Regions from separate parts of the Mus musculus genome. Here region 1 is linked to region 2. A link is a contact called in public Hi-C data. All regions are on one chromosome and are shown on one strand. Each heading gives the region's core, a stretch centred on a gene start, on an enhancer-like site or on the middle of the called end of the contact. The rest is flanking DNA. Distances are from core to core; before and after follow the strand shown.

What was found. Hi-C and Micro-C count contacts between places; a contact is called where the count stands out from the background.
Region 1: a Hi-C map of cerebellum shows a contact between it and region 2, with 1.7 times the contacts expected there. The contact joins two enhancer-like sites. A contact is called at or near these places in 1 of 15 datasets of contacts at CTCF or cohesin (the NIH/3T3 cell line), 2 of 484 Hi-C or Micro-C datasets (cerebellar granule neurons and cerebellum) and 2 of 115 datasets of contacts at active chromatin or transcription factors (T-cell acute lymphoblastic leukemia and embryonic basal ganglia).

The regions. Positions count from the first base shown.
Region 1 is chr1:189,660,735-189,667,795 of GRCm38.p6, reverse strand. It overlaps Cenpf (centromere protein F), which reads left to right. Exons shown (of 18, transcript NM_001081363.2): 11 at 5,664-5,799. Among named protein-coding and RNA genes, the nearest start is that of Cenpf, 24 kb to the left of the region's middle. Within about 2 kb of position 4,180, at least 11 of the 459 cell types and tissues checked have an H3K27ac peak or open chromatin away from gene starts, as enhancers often do. A contact at or near this core is called in cerebellar granule neurons and cerebellum, where this site is marked.
Region 2 is chr1:189,061,284-189,068,083 of GRCm38.p6, reverse strand. No RefSeq gene overlaps it. Among named protein-coding and RNA genes, the nearest start is that of Gm36561, 30 kb to the right of the region's middle. Within about 2 kb of position 3,308, at least 4 of the 459 cell types and tissues checked have an H3K27ac peak or open chromatin away from gene starts, as enhancers often do. A contact at or near this core is called in cerebellar granule neurons and cerebellum, where this site is marked.

The DNA.
Region 1 (7,061 bases), core at 2,931-5,430, 600 kb before region 2:
AAATAAAATATTCAATAAAAATATACAAAAAAACATATAATCAAGTTTTGAAAATTTTCATTTATATGTATGTATTTTCTGTGCACCACATTTATGCTTGCTGTCCAGAGAGGCCAGAGGGAGAGGTTGTGAAAGCCTCTGTGTCCTCAGCAGGAGCAGCAGCTACTGCTCTGACCCTTTGAGCTCTCTCACCAGTTCTACAGTCACAAGTTGTAAAGTAGCAGTTACTCATCTGTGGGTCATGACCTTCTCAGGGGTGGAATGACTCTTTCACAGGGGTAGAGTATTAGATATCCTGCATATCAGGTGTTTACATTATGATGTATAAGAGTAGCAAAATTACAGTTATGAAGTGTCAACAAAAGTAATTTTATGTTTGAGGGTCCATCACAACATGAGAAACTATATTAAAGGGTCACAGCATTGGGAAGATCGGGAATCGCTGTTTTAAAGATTATTTTAGACCACTTGAGAGGTGGAATTATGAAAAAAAGGAGGGAATTGTTTGGAATTTAAAGGGAGTAAATGAAACTGTTAATGTGGATTATTATTTAATTTACCTCTCTACCTTCTCTCTCTCTCTCTCTCTCTCATTCATTCATTCATTCATTCATTTATTCGGCAGAGTCTAAGTTGTCTAGAGTAGCCTAAAGCCTACTGAAGTAGCTAACATAGGCCTTCAGTCCCAGATGCCACTGCTCCTCTCTCCCAGGCCTGTGCTGGCACACGTGTTCTTTTTGTTTTGCGATACACACACTGGCTGTGTGTCCCAGGCTAGCATGGAACCTGCCTTATATCTACAATGCTGAGGTGTGAACACCTTTTTCAAGGATTAATTTGGAATTATACAATATTAAAAACCCCATGGAAATCATAGACTTAAAGAAATGACCTTAGTTCAGTCTCTGGCACTGTCAAAAATAAATAAAATAAAATAATGTAATTATAACTGGATTTATTCTTTAGAAACGAACACTGATCTTAGGGCCCAGTGTGCAGCCTGCTGAGTCTTGCCTGGAGAGATACCTGTTCTGCCAGGCAGTGGATGAGGGCGAGCTGTAGGAGTGTTCTGAGAATTTTATTCCTACACATGTCAGTTTGCCTTCTCTGAACGTCTCTGGTAGCCTGGAGTTTGTTTTAAAGGACGTAGTTAAGAAGCATTTAGCAACAGCTGATGGTGGATTTGACTAGAGCCGCAGATTAACAGAGAGCAGAGGGGTAGCAGAGGTGGCTTCTCCGGGGTTACAGGGAAATGTTTCCCACTACTGAACTGTTTTGTCATCACTTTTTAGCCTGCTAACGATGAAAGAGAAATAATTTTATCCGTAACGACAGTTCCTTATCTAGGTGGTGAAGTCTAAATGTATTTGCTCCCATGGTATTTCACTGTAAATGTGAACACCTGTCATAGCAAAGAGGAAGTTATTAAAGCAGCCAGCAACAAAGTGGGAAGACTGCTGGAGATGGGGTGGGGGCATTCAACTCCTGCACGCCGAGTGGAAAACATTCAGTCAAATCCTGTGATGAGTTCATCTGCAAACATTTCCAGTGCATGTTTATTGCAGCAAAACAAATGTTTGCCTTTTGGCCAGTGGGGACCAACCAACAGATGCTTCTGCTAACATTTCCACAGGCAGACTGGCATGAAGCTCTTCCCTCTGTGAGCTTCCCTTTTAGCCAGGAACTCTCCTGTGACTTGACTGGCTGCCCGTTCAAACATTTTGTAGAACTATCATCTGGTTCAGAGTCTAAACACCTTTGATATGACTTGCTGGGACATTTTAGTAGTAGGGACATTGTCTTGCAGGTGTTTCTGAAGGCTTACTTTATCCCCACAGGGTCTGGGTTATAGTGCTTTCTCTAATTCCAGGCTGCTCTGCATTACATACCTACCATATTCAAATGAACATAGTCATGTGTAAGAAGTGCTCAGCACAGGGCCAAGATACAAATTTACTATTCGTCTTAATTCGTGTTTATGTCTGCCCATGAGTATTCTTTAGGGATGACACAGTAAGAGTTGAAAGGGCATCCCTGGCTCTTGTACTTTGAACTGTGGTTGGGTTCAGAGAAGTGATTTGTCAGTGAGAGTACTGATGTAGTACTGATGTGGGGATTATAGTGCTGGTGACTCTAGTGAGAACTATCTGGATGCCAACCATCTACTGTGTTACCTTGGGGTGATCCCTTCTTAGTCTGCATACAGATGCAAATAACATCCCTTCCTTTCAAGGCTATTCATGATTAAGTCCATTTTTATATAAAGTATGTGGCCCAGTGCCCAGCATGTAAATGTCCAATAAACCATGGAAGTCCAGGATGTGCTTGCTAGTTTTGTTTCACAAATATCAGTGACCTTTGATATTAAAATTATTTGCAATTATGTGTCAGCCCAGAAGGGTCATGGCCAGGAGACAGTGTATTTGAGAATTTTCATATTTCTGTATCTAATTATAAAGTAAGCACAAACAAGTTTAATATGCTTCTAGGTTTTGGATGCTGAAATGAAGTGACAGTTGTACTGAAATTTTCCTTGACTGTGTTTAGTAAACTAATATACTTCTCGCAATTAGAAATTATCAGTGCTGGAAATGTGATTTAATAGCCCAATCAAGGGTAAAGTTAACATTTAGTATCAAAGTGATGTGGGGATTAGATAAGCTGCTCACCCGGCTTCGAGCGCCAGCTTCCATTGCACTGGGGTTTGGCAGTAAAATGCCATCATTGACAGGCAGGATGAGGAAACGCTTGCTTGGGGACTTTCTAGGCATGGGGATCTGTATTGTATTAGGTCCTCTAAGGAATGTGGTCTGGCAGGCAAGAATGCCAGAGTAGAAGGGAGAAGGCACATCTTTGCATCCATTCCATTCCCACATAGAGAGCCTTCTCCCAGCAGGGGACATATTGAGCTCTTCTCATGGATGGGGTCGTGAAACACACGCTCGATCGCTGGATCGCACTGTTTGGTCTCGCCCGAGGAAGTGATGCTTCCCTTGCTGCTCCTAAACCAAGTTGCTCTGGGTGGGATTGCTTGCTAAGCTCAAGTGCTGGCTTGTGGTCTAGAGATTGCTGTTTTCCCGAGTACTGCCCAATTTTGTAAATCACGTGAGAACTGAAGAGATGCTTAGGAGAATATAATATACCCTTGTATGCTTAACTCATTGTTGCTAATGAGCTGCCCAATCAAGACTTAAGTGGCTGTAGCCTCATGGAAAACTAATTGCTGATGGATGGCAGCCTGTGCATCCATTTTCAGATGTTCATTTTCTAAATTCTGGCCTCTTAAATTCTTGGGTTGGTTGCAGTCATAGCATTATAAGCCTGCTGGGTCCCAGGATTGGCTGAACATTCCTTCGTTAGGAACCACTATTTACAAAGCTAATGCCAGAATGGGGAAAGACACCCTAATCTTTTCATTGAGCTTGCTGTTTTCTTAAATGTCTGCAGTTAGGGCCTAAGACACAGAAAGACAGGCATGCAGACATAACAACCACCCCTCCTCCTTTGTGGTACCTGCTCTCTCCAATGCCCCACCCCCACCCCCTGTGGAGGTGCATTCTATTCATCATGCACAGTCTTCCCAGCTTCCTTTTCAAGGCCCAGATTGGATTTGATTGTAAAATAGTAAATCAATACATGATTCAACTCTGATGATCTTGTAACTGTTAGATTTGGGGAAGAAATACTAATAACAGTGCCCCATTACACATGTCAAAGTACATAAAGTGTTCTCTCTTTTACATCTGTGATCTCATTAGATGGGTGATTATTCTTAGTCTACAGAACAAACAAGTGATAACATTTCTTTAGTTTATTAATGCTAATTTTAATCAATTTCATTGTTTCACCTTCATGAATTTTTCCTTGCAAGCTTGATTACTGACTAGCATGCAGGTTAATGTCTCTGTCTTAAGATCTTTTATAGCTGTCCTTTAGTTCTCATTGATATCTTAATTCCATAGTCAATTTCCTAGTGTAAGCAAGACAGGATCAGAACACAGGAGACAAGAGTGTAATACTATCAACAGCCTCTGTCTCATTTTAATGATGGAATGAATGTATATACATGAACACAGCAGCTGCCAGCAAGTTTTCAAGTACTTCCAGTAGCCAGATTCTCCCTCTTCTTGAATTTGGCTTTGTTACATGGGTACCCATCTGCTGGTAGTAACCAGACTGATAATTGAAGGCAGCCTTCCAATATAGCATCGCCAGGGCCATCTGTTTTCTAACAGTGCAGTGAGGTTTTGAAGGATGGGTCTTAATTGTTTCTTTAAGATTCAAAAAATGTCTTCTTACTTCTTAGAAGGGTATTTTTGAAATGTAATTTAAAAAATGCCTTACAGATTTCTTTCATTCCATAAGGTGTGAGATATACTTAAGTTCTCTCAGGTAGTGGAGATAATGCCTGTTCTTGAGGGTAGGGTATAATATAGGTGCATGTACCTTTCAGCTATTAAAATATTATTAAAAGTTTCAAGGGTGCCTTTACTCTCAGGTGTTCGGGAGGCAGAAGCAGATAGATATCAAGTGTGAGGCCAGCTTGGTCTACATAAATTAGTGTGCCAAACTCAAACACCTCCGTTCAATACCTGCAACCAACACACATGGTAGAATAAAAAAACTGACTTCCCCAAGTTGTCCTCTTGTCTAAGTGCCATAAGCATGCCCTGCCTCTCCAGTGCATGCATGCATGGATACACATACTAATAAAGATAATAATAGAGAGAAAAACCTAAAGAAAACAAATTTAAGTGGGACTGGAGTATTTTTTTTTTTTAATGTATCAGTTTTAGGTTAAGAAGGAGTAATAATGTTTTTATTATGTGTGTACATTTGTGTGATTTAGCTCAAGAATTCCTAACAGAGTGGAATGAAATTGCACAATTGCACTTGTGTGTGTGTGTGTTTTCTGTAAACATCCCTGTGTGTATGAATATTTAATCATGGACCCAATGAACCTGTGAATGCTCAGGCTCCCCTATACAAGATGAATTATGCGCCAGCTTTTGATGTCACATAGATTATTCAGTGCCTTTTTAGCAGTTTTCTCTGTTAGATATGTATTGAATGACTAGGACCACACCTTACACCATGGAGGTGATCCTGCTGAAGGCTGTGATGCTGTTTTATTTAAATATGCATATTTATAGTATACATTCCAGTATACATTCCATATGTGACCACTGTAGCTATGCTGGTGAAAGCATTCATTGAAGGAAATTTCAACTATCAGGGCACTCTTGTGATAGTAAACCTTATACTGCTGTTTTTGCAGTGAGAAGCAAAAATTTGTTCTTGGAACATTAGTGTTTTTTTTGTTGTTGTTGTTTGTTTTGTTTTTTAACTAATCTGGCTTGATAGGAATCTGAAACTCTTGTCTTTAATTATCTTATACATAGGCTTTTTCTTCTGAGCTAACTTTAACAACCAGAAAGTTTGAAGAAGCATATTTCCTGACGGTATAAGATAATTCTTAGATTTGGTATCTGCTTTTATGATGTAATTTGATTCAAATAACATGGTACTTTAATTAGATATTGGAAAGGAAAGTTGATTGCTGACTGAGATACAGACAGATCTGTGATGGACCTTTACTAAAGCAGGAATTGTGACTCCCTTGAGCATTTGTTTAGATTAAAACAAACTAAATATGTTTTCAGGAAATGAAGAAGGAGAACAGTCTCATTAGGAGTCAGTCTGAGCAGAGGACCAGAGAAGTCTGCCACCTGGAGGAAGAACTTGGTAAAGTCAAAGTGTCTTTGAGTAAGAGCCAGAATTTTGCAGAAGAAATGAAGGGTGAGTGCAGTATCTTTAGAGTTGTCTGTGTATACATGTGCCATGGTGTGTGTGTGTGTGTGTGTGTGTGTGTCTGTCTAGGAAAACTCTCCTTTCACCATATCTTTTCACCATATTTGAAGATCAAATTTAGGTCATCAGGCTTGACATGAAACACCTTTACCCAGTGACCCACCTCAGCAGTCCAGAACTCTATTATGTCTCATTCCCATGAGGAAAGATGGATTACAGCCTATTGGAAAAATGTTGTGTCCTTTTCTATATACCATGCAACGTCCCTGGGGTTGATAAATTAAGAGCACATGGAATCTCAGAGTGCATGGTTTTTACTCTTTTTGGCATCAGAGGGTGAACATTTCCTACACAGTACTGTATTGGCCGTGCTCTTTTACCCCAGAGTGCAGTCCTTATGTCTCAGGTGTGTTCATTGCATACAGATTGCTGTTCACTCATTACCATTTCTCTTAGAAATGGAAAAACACTACATTAAATGCATGCTTTCCAACCCTTTAATAACCATTGTATTTTGACACTTACTTGACTAAATGACTTTATTTCCTGGGTTTACAGCCAAAGAATAATGCTGTATATAGTAAATTGGTCCATTTTTTTCACATTTATTTGGAGCATATCTTTTATATAACATTTTCTAACCTGAGATAAGTGCATGAAGAATTTATTTCTAACCTATTGACCTGAATTTGTGATACTTCTGTGGGTTTTAAAAAATTTTTCTTTTTATTCACTTTGTTTATTTTAGACTGGGTTTTGTTAAAGGTTGAGCATAGCTAATCTTCCTGCCTCAGTTTCCCAAGTAGCTAGAACTGAATCCCCGAGACTGCTTTCCTTTTCCACAGCAGATGGAAGAAATGCCAGTCTTCAGCTTTCCTAAGGAAAACTAAGAATGAGTTATGACTGGGTCATTTTTCAGGCTTGTTCAAAAGTATGATTGTGTGAGGCCTACAAATGCAGAGCAGTGTAATGCATCTCAAGGTGCTGTGTCACAAACCTTTCGGTCATATTGGGTTGGTCTGAAATTAGTACATGAGAATAAGTGTGGGTTTTCATTTAGTATTACATTGTATCACACTAGCTTGCAGTATTTACTGTAGAAGCTTCCAATTATTCCCTTTACCCCTAAACCTTGTTATCACTGCTTAGTGAAAATAGTTCCAAGTAGGGAGGATCATCAGTAGGACAGACACATGATGGTGATGGGAGCTCCCTCTTGAATCTCAAATTCTCTCACTACATTTACTAAG
Region 2 (6,800 bases), core at 2,059-4,558:
ACATTTTTATGATGGGAGTCAAAAGCTGTTGCTATCATTATTTTTCCCCAACCAGAAGTTCAGAGACTCCTATTCTCAAAAGCCCAGAAGGTATTTTTAGCTGGCATTGTGAGTAGAGTGATCTAACATATGAGACGTTCTGCTGGTAGGTAGTATTCCAAGCAGTTTGGGATGTTTCAGAATGTCCTTCTGCCTCCTCTTTGTTCCAGAGAAGCCAAGGATCCGCTGGAGTGCAGGTGTGTCTGGATCCCGTTTCCTTGAAGGGGAACAGGCCTGGGCCAGAAGCCAGTGGCAGCACTTTTTCCAATTATCTAAAGGAATGAGCCGATGGAATGGTAGAACATTTGAGAAGCCAGATCAAAGCGATGCATTAATGCATGGGTTTGTCCCGCTCCGGCTTCGCTTATCCACCTACCAGTTTGTCTTTTGCTAAGAATCGCCCACTGGGGCACCCAACAATCAAGAGGGGCGAGGACATATTTATGAAGACACAAATGAGTTTTCCATCAGAATACATCTGTGCAGACTTCATCTCTGAAATTCTCTATCTTCCTCCTTCCACTCCAAATCTCTCAGCATCACGTAGAATTATTCCTTGGAAGGAAGATCATAGTGTCTTAACGGAGATGGAAGGCTACAAGCTCTGACTGATGGTCCCACACACAGCAGGGCGGGGCAAATGAACTGAATTTTCTCCGCTGCTGCCAAACATGGCTGGGGGCACTGTGACTTCTGCTGGCTGCGTCTTTATAATAGAGAAATGATTTCCTTCCACTTAATGGAAGATGTTTAATGGATTCATCTATTTGTTAATTTCCAGCAAGGACGATGTTGTTTTCCTGAAGGAAATTCAATCAAATCAGCTATTAAAACCTAGTGCTTTGGATATCGTAGAAAAACATTTTCTCTTTTCGTTTCAAATAAGAAGTGTGAATGTGTACTATCAAACAAAAAAGACACAAAAGGGAGTAGCCAGTTTAATTTTCCAGAGATTAGGTTTTGAAAATGTAGCTTTCTTTTTAAAGGCAAAAACAAAAACATGTTTCTGTCAACATCTTTTGTTGCTTCACGTCACCAGAAAATGAACAGGCATTTACAATACTCAAATTGTGGAGACAGGCTTTTCAGACTCAGTAAGAAATTATACATATGCAGCCTCAGATGCACGCGGCTGCTCAGCCACAGGGAGCCTCTGCCTTCCTGCGGGGGTGGGGGTGGGGGTGACAGGGGGGTTGGCGGGGGGGGGGGGGGGTTGGGGGGGGGGGTTGGTCCAGGCTCTCAGCAAGCCCAGCTCCTCTCTGGTTCTAGAAGATAATCAGGGTTTTGATGTGACTCAAGGTTGCAGCTTGAGAAAGGATGGCAAAATTCTGTGAAGAAGTTCAAACACAAATCTCTCATAAAATTTAATGCGAGAGCACTGGGCGAGCCTCCCCACTCCTGCTGTTGCCAGCTTTGCACACTGATTCAGTGTGACAGATGTGCATGGGATACAGAGTGTGATGTGGACAGAGGATAAGATCTTCAGTCTTTCTCTAAAGCTCAAAAGATATTATTACTTGGTTTACCCCCCCCCCAGCCCAGTTTGGATTTTCTGGGGTTCTTTCTTCCCTTTACAACTGCTGTTTAGTATGTATTATTTGGGTGGTTATTGTTTATTTCATCTATTTATTTATTCATTCACTTATTTGCTTATTTACTTTGGAAACAGATCTCACTATATGGCCCTGGCTGGACTAGAACCTGCAATTTAGCCCAGGCTGATGGCGAACACAGAGATGCTCCTGCCTCTGTAGACCATCACACATGGCTCATTGCTTATTTCTGTATATTTAGTATAGAAGGACTGAAACATGTAAAAAATACCAGAAAGAAAACCCCAATTGAATACATGTAGGCTTAATAACAATCATTAAATCTCTAAGCAATTGTTCAGGGGCTGGGGCCTCAAACTCCAGACACTGCAAACCTCACCACAGATCACTTCCTGACTCATCCAGTCATCTGCATTTTGGGCTGTTTGCTCCCCAGCACACTCCCAACACACAGCTTCCGAGGAAAAGTTCAGCCCTCCCTGTGTAGGGAAAGTCATTCAAGCTGTGTGGCCCTCCAGGACTCCAACGCTGCCCTTCAGCACTGATCTGCCCGAGGTGAAGACTCCAGGCTCCTCCTGACTGGTGGCTTGAGCCAGTCATCTTCCATCCATATTAAGATTGCTTTCTGTCCAGAGATTTGTCATAAGTTTGCCTCTTATGGTGACTAGAGTTCAAGATCTTGCCTGTGTCTCTAATTCCTTCTTTGTCACCATGGACAGACAGGTACAAACACAGAGCTGTCCCAACTCCATGCCCCACTGTGAGTTTGGCTCTAAACAGACGGTGGTGCCAGACATGAGAGGTGAGCAGGTGGCTGGGCTCTCTGCTCTTGGATAGAGATCAAGTGGAGCTTGTCTTGGCCATGAGATTTTCATCCTCTGCCAACCTTAGGAGGCATCTCTCAAGTATCTGCCCACTGTAGCTTCACTGCTCCCTCGTTACTCACCAGCTCCTTTGCTGGGTCAAAAACCAGGAGTTTTTCCTTAGCACCCAAGCCTAGCACATCAGTTTGGATCAGCACTGTCTACAGCATTTCCCTATGACTGGGCATGCTCCACAAGACCCAGGTCACAATGGATTTGACTATTGATGCTCTAGTCAAAGTGGCAAGGAAATAGAATCAGCCTAGATGTCCATCAGCAGACGAATGGATAAAGAAAATGTAGGACATAGACACGTAATGGAATTCAACCATAAAAATTAATGAAATTTCCAGGAAAATGGACTGAGTGGAAGGAAAGAGAGCGGGGAGGGAGGGGAAAGGAAGGAAGGAAGGAGGGCCAAAAGGAAGAAGTTGGGAAGAGAAGGATAGGGTAAAAAAGGAAATGTTAGGTTAGGAAAGGGAAGGGAAAGGAGGGTGGGAAGAAAGGGGAAGGGTGGGGAGAGAAGGAAGAAATTCAGGTAGGCAGCAGGCAGGTGGCAGGCAGGTGGCAGGCAGGTGGCAGGCAGCCTTCTACTTAGGCAGCCCAGCTTTAAGCATAATCAACCTCTGACAAAAGATGTGATTCGCTTCTGACTTCACCGCTGTCTCCCAGACTTCTTCAGTTACCCAAGGCAGCCTTTCCGTGGTAACACTTTTCTGGCCTTCACTTATCCTTACAAACTAGCTGTAGCAAAGGCTGCTCCTCCCTATGACAGGTCTCCTTTGGATCAGTTCCCCTTACCCTGGCAAAGCTGCTGTGCCAAGGAAGGAGCAGACAGGAGGAAGCAGGAGCAAGCCCTGGTTGGTACCATCTGCCACTCCGATGCCACTGATTAAACAGCACTCTGTGCTCTCCCAGCCTTTGAGAGCAAGGGGATAATGTTTTAGCCTAAGAGCAATGCAGAATTCACCTGTCCAGCCAGAAACTCACCTGCAGAATAGGGGCTTTTCTTTAAAAACTAGGACTGCCTTTGTCTCCCAGCAATGCGCAGCAGCAGTAGCAGCAGCAATGTGTGTCCATAGCTGACTTTGGGCATGTTCATACATCACTGCTGTGTGAGAGACAAGACCTTCACCCTGTAGTAACACAATCAAAAGACCATTGCATGTAAAAACAGCTTTAATACAGGATCCCATAGAAACAGCATCACTGTGGAGAGGTGAAGGCACTGACCCCAGCCTCAAGGGTATATTTATAAAAAAAAACATACAAAAATGTTATCTTACAAATATAGCACATTAGATCATAGCTCAACTTTCTGCTTATTGGTGAGTCCCTAGGTATCTTTAGCTGGCTATTGTTTCACCATATGTCTGAATGCTGCAGACTCATTCCAGATGACTATCCTGCCACCATGTTGTCTAAGCCCTTATATGGCCTCTGTGGTCTGAGTGTGGAGATCCAAGGCTTACTGATATCAGGTGTCTTCCTCTATTACCTTATTTACTGAGAGGCAGGGTCTCTCAGTCAAACCCAGAGCTCACTGATCAGGCTAGTCTTGTGAGACAGATTGCTTGATGGATGCTGTTTCTGCCTTCTAAGTGGTGGAATTATACACGAGCCACTACACCTGCCTGGCATTTCTGTAGCTTCTAGACATCAGAATTCTACCAGCCATAGGATGTGGGGAGCATGGGGGAAGGAAAGAACAGAGCAGATGGGAAATTTGTGTGAAAATGACTTGATGAAATGATTCCTTCCTGTGATTAATTAAAAAATAATGAAAGAAGTAGCCGCTCACTGAGATGACCCCACTGTAAAACTGGGAGAGAGCCAAACCTACCAGATGCACTGGCCATGGCAGAGAATCCTGTCACCCAGGAGGCAGAGTGATTCCTCTCCAGTATGAAAGCTCAACCTCCCATTCAAAGTTGCTGCAATAGGTAAACATGAATGATAAGAATTCAGATGTCCAGGGGCTGGAGAGGGGCTCAGTGGTTGAGAGCTTGCTGCTTTTGTAGAGGACCCGGGTTCCGTCCCAGCAGCCACACAGCAGCACACAACCATCTGCAAGTCTTTTTTCCAAAGGTCCCAATACTCTCTGGCCTCTGAGGGTACCATTGCTGTGCCAGGAAGCATTTGTGAACCCCCAAAAGACCACCAATTAGCTGTCTCTAGTGTAATAGCATTAGAGTCTCTTTACTACAAGCTCAAGCTCGGGCTCTCCTCCAACCCAACCCTGACACAGCAGGACAGGAAGGGAAGGCAGAGCAGCCTCGAACCCTCAGCAGGACAAGGTTTTATAGGGACCGGGAGTAAGTGAGGCGGTGCCCAGCCTGGCAAGCATCTGACTGAGTGTCTGCTGTAAGCTGATAGGTGGGTGCTCTGAAGCAAGAGCGTGAACAATCACAAAGGGTCTGGAAGTGTATCACAAACAATCAGACTAATCTTGATTGACTGTTGCTAAGAAGTAGCCAGGGAGTAATTCTGGAATATGGGCCAAGGACAAGCCATGGGGTCCCTTCCTGGTACTTGGGTGCAGCTTGGGTTCTGCTGCAGGTCAAGGTCTCTGGCTTTTTTTTCTTTAAGATGGATGGAGGCTGATCCCAAGATGGAGTACGTTTGATCTCTCACCATACACACATGGTGCACATCCATATCTGCAGGCCAAGCCTTCATGCACATACAATGAATTTCTTTAAAAGTTAAAAGTACATATGGAAAACTTATCAATGATCTCAACAGAGATGAAAATAAACAGATTAATGAAGTCACGAACTATATCCCAGACCCAAGGGGAAGCTAGCAGCATGGCGGGGAAGCTGGAGCTCCAGGGAGAAGCCAGCAGCATGGCCATGGTGGGGAAGCTGGAGGTCCAGGGAGAAGCCAGCAGCATGGCTATGGTAGGGAAGCTGGAGACCCTGGAAAAAGCTAACAGCATAGCAGGGAAGCTGGAGACCCAGGGAGAAGCCAGCAACATAGCAGGAATGCCAGCAAAGTAGATGAGGGATGGCAACATTTCAATTAGGAAACTGAAATTTTGATAAACTAGGAGTCAACTAACTCTCTAAACTGTTCTCTGACCTCCACATGCATGCATGTGCTATCATGCATAGGTCTGTAATAGAATGTGCACACATGTACACACACACATGCACACACACACAAAGAACCAGTGAAAAGAAGGCAGCCAACCTCACTTGTCATGAAGAAAATGGAATTGGAGGCGAGATGTCCCTTTCATAAGCAAAATAATTAGAAAAGGGTTATACTGCTGTCCCCAAAGAGGAGAAAACCTACCCCAAATAGCTGGAAATAAACATTGCAGCCAGCTCCATACCCAAATACCGTTGGGAGAGAGCTGGTCTCCCAGGAGCACTGACTCACCTGTGAGGACAGTGTGACTTCTGCTCAAATTCCTGGCCCAAGAGGGACCCATCCTGAACCATCAGGACACAGGAACCAAGGAACAGCCAGGGACAGAAACCTTCTAGTTTCTCTTTGTGCCCCGAGCTGACCAGGTGCCACAGATGTCCATATTCAAATTCCTCCTGGAGAGAAATGGTCTCCTGGGAGTTCTAACACACAGGTTTGCAGGAAGGGCAAGCCACAGTCAGAGACAGCAAGACCAGCTAACACCAGAGATAACCATATGGGGAGAGGCAAGGGGAAGAACATAAGCAACAGAAACCAAGGCTGCTTGGCATCATCAGAACCCAGTTCTCCCACCACAGTGAGACCAGAATACCCCAGTACACCAGAAAAGTAAGACTCTGACTTAAAATCACATCTCATGGTGATGATAGAGGACTTTAATAAATAACTAACTCCCTTAAAGAAATACAGGAGAGCACAGGTAAACAGGTAGAAACCATTAAAAAGGAAACACAAAAATCCCTTAAAGAATTGCAGGAAAACACAACCAAACAGGTGAAGGAATTGAACAAAACCATCCAGGATCTAAAACTGGAAATGAAAACAATAAAGAAATCACAAAGGGAGACAACCCTGGAGATAGGAAACCTAGGAAAGAGATCCAGAGTCATAGATGCAAGCATCACCAACAGAATACTGCCGGCTCCTTGCCAGCACGTTCAGGAAAGAGGAGAGAGGCCCAATCCCACCAGAGTCCCTCTGAAGCTGAGTGAAATGGCAAATGTAGATGGCCTGAAAGACACACACCGAGCCGGGAGTTTTATTGAAGCAGGAACTCAACTTTAGGGCATCAGCCTCTTGATTATTGTCTTAGTCAGGGTTTCTATTCCTGCACAAACATCATGACCAAGAAGCAAGTTGGGGAGGAAAGGGTTTATTCGGCTTACACTTCCATACTGCTGTTCATCAC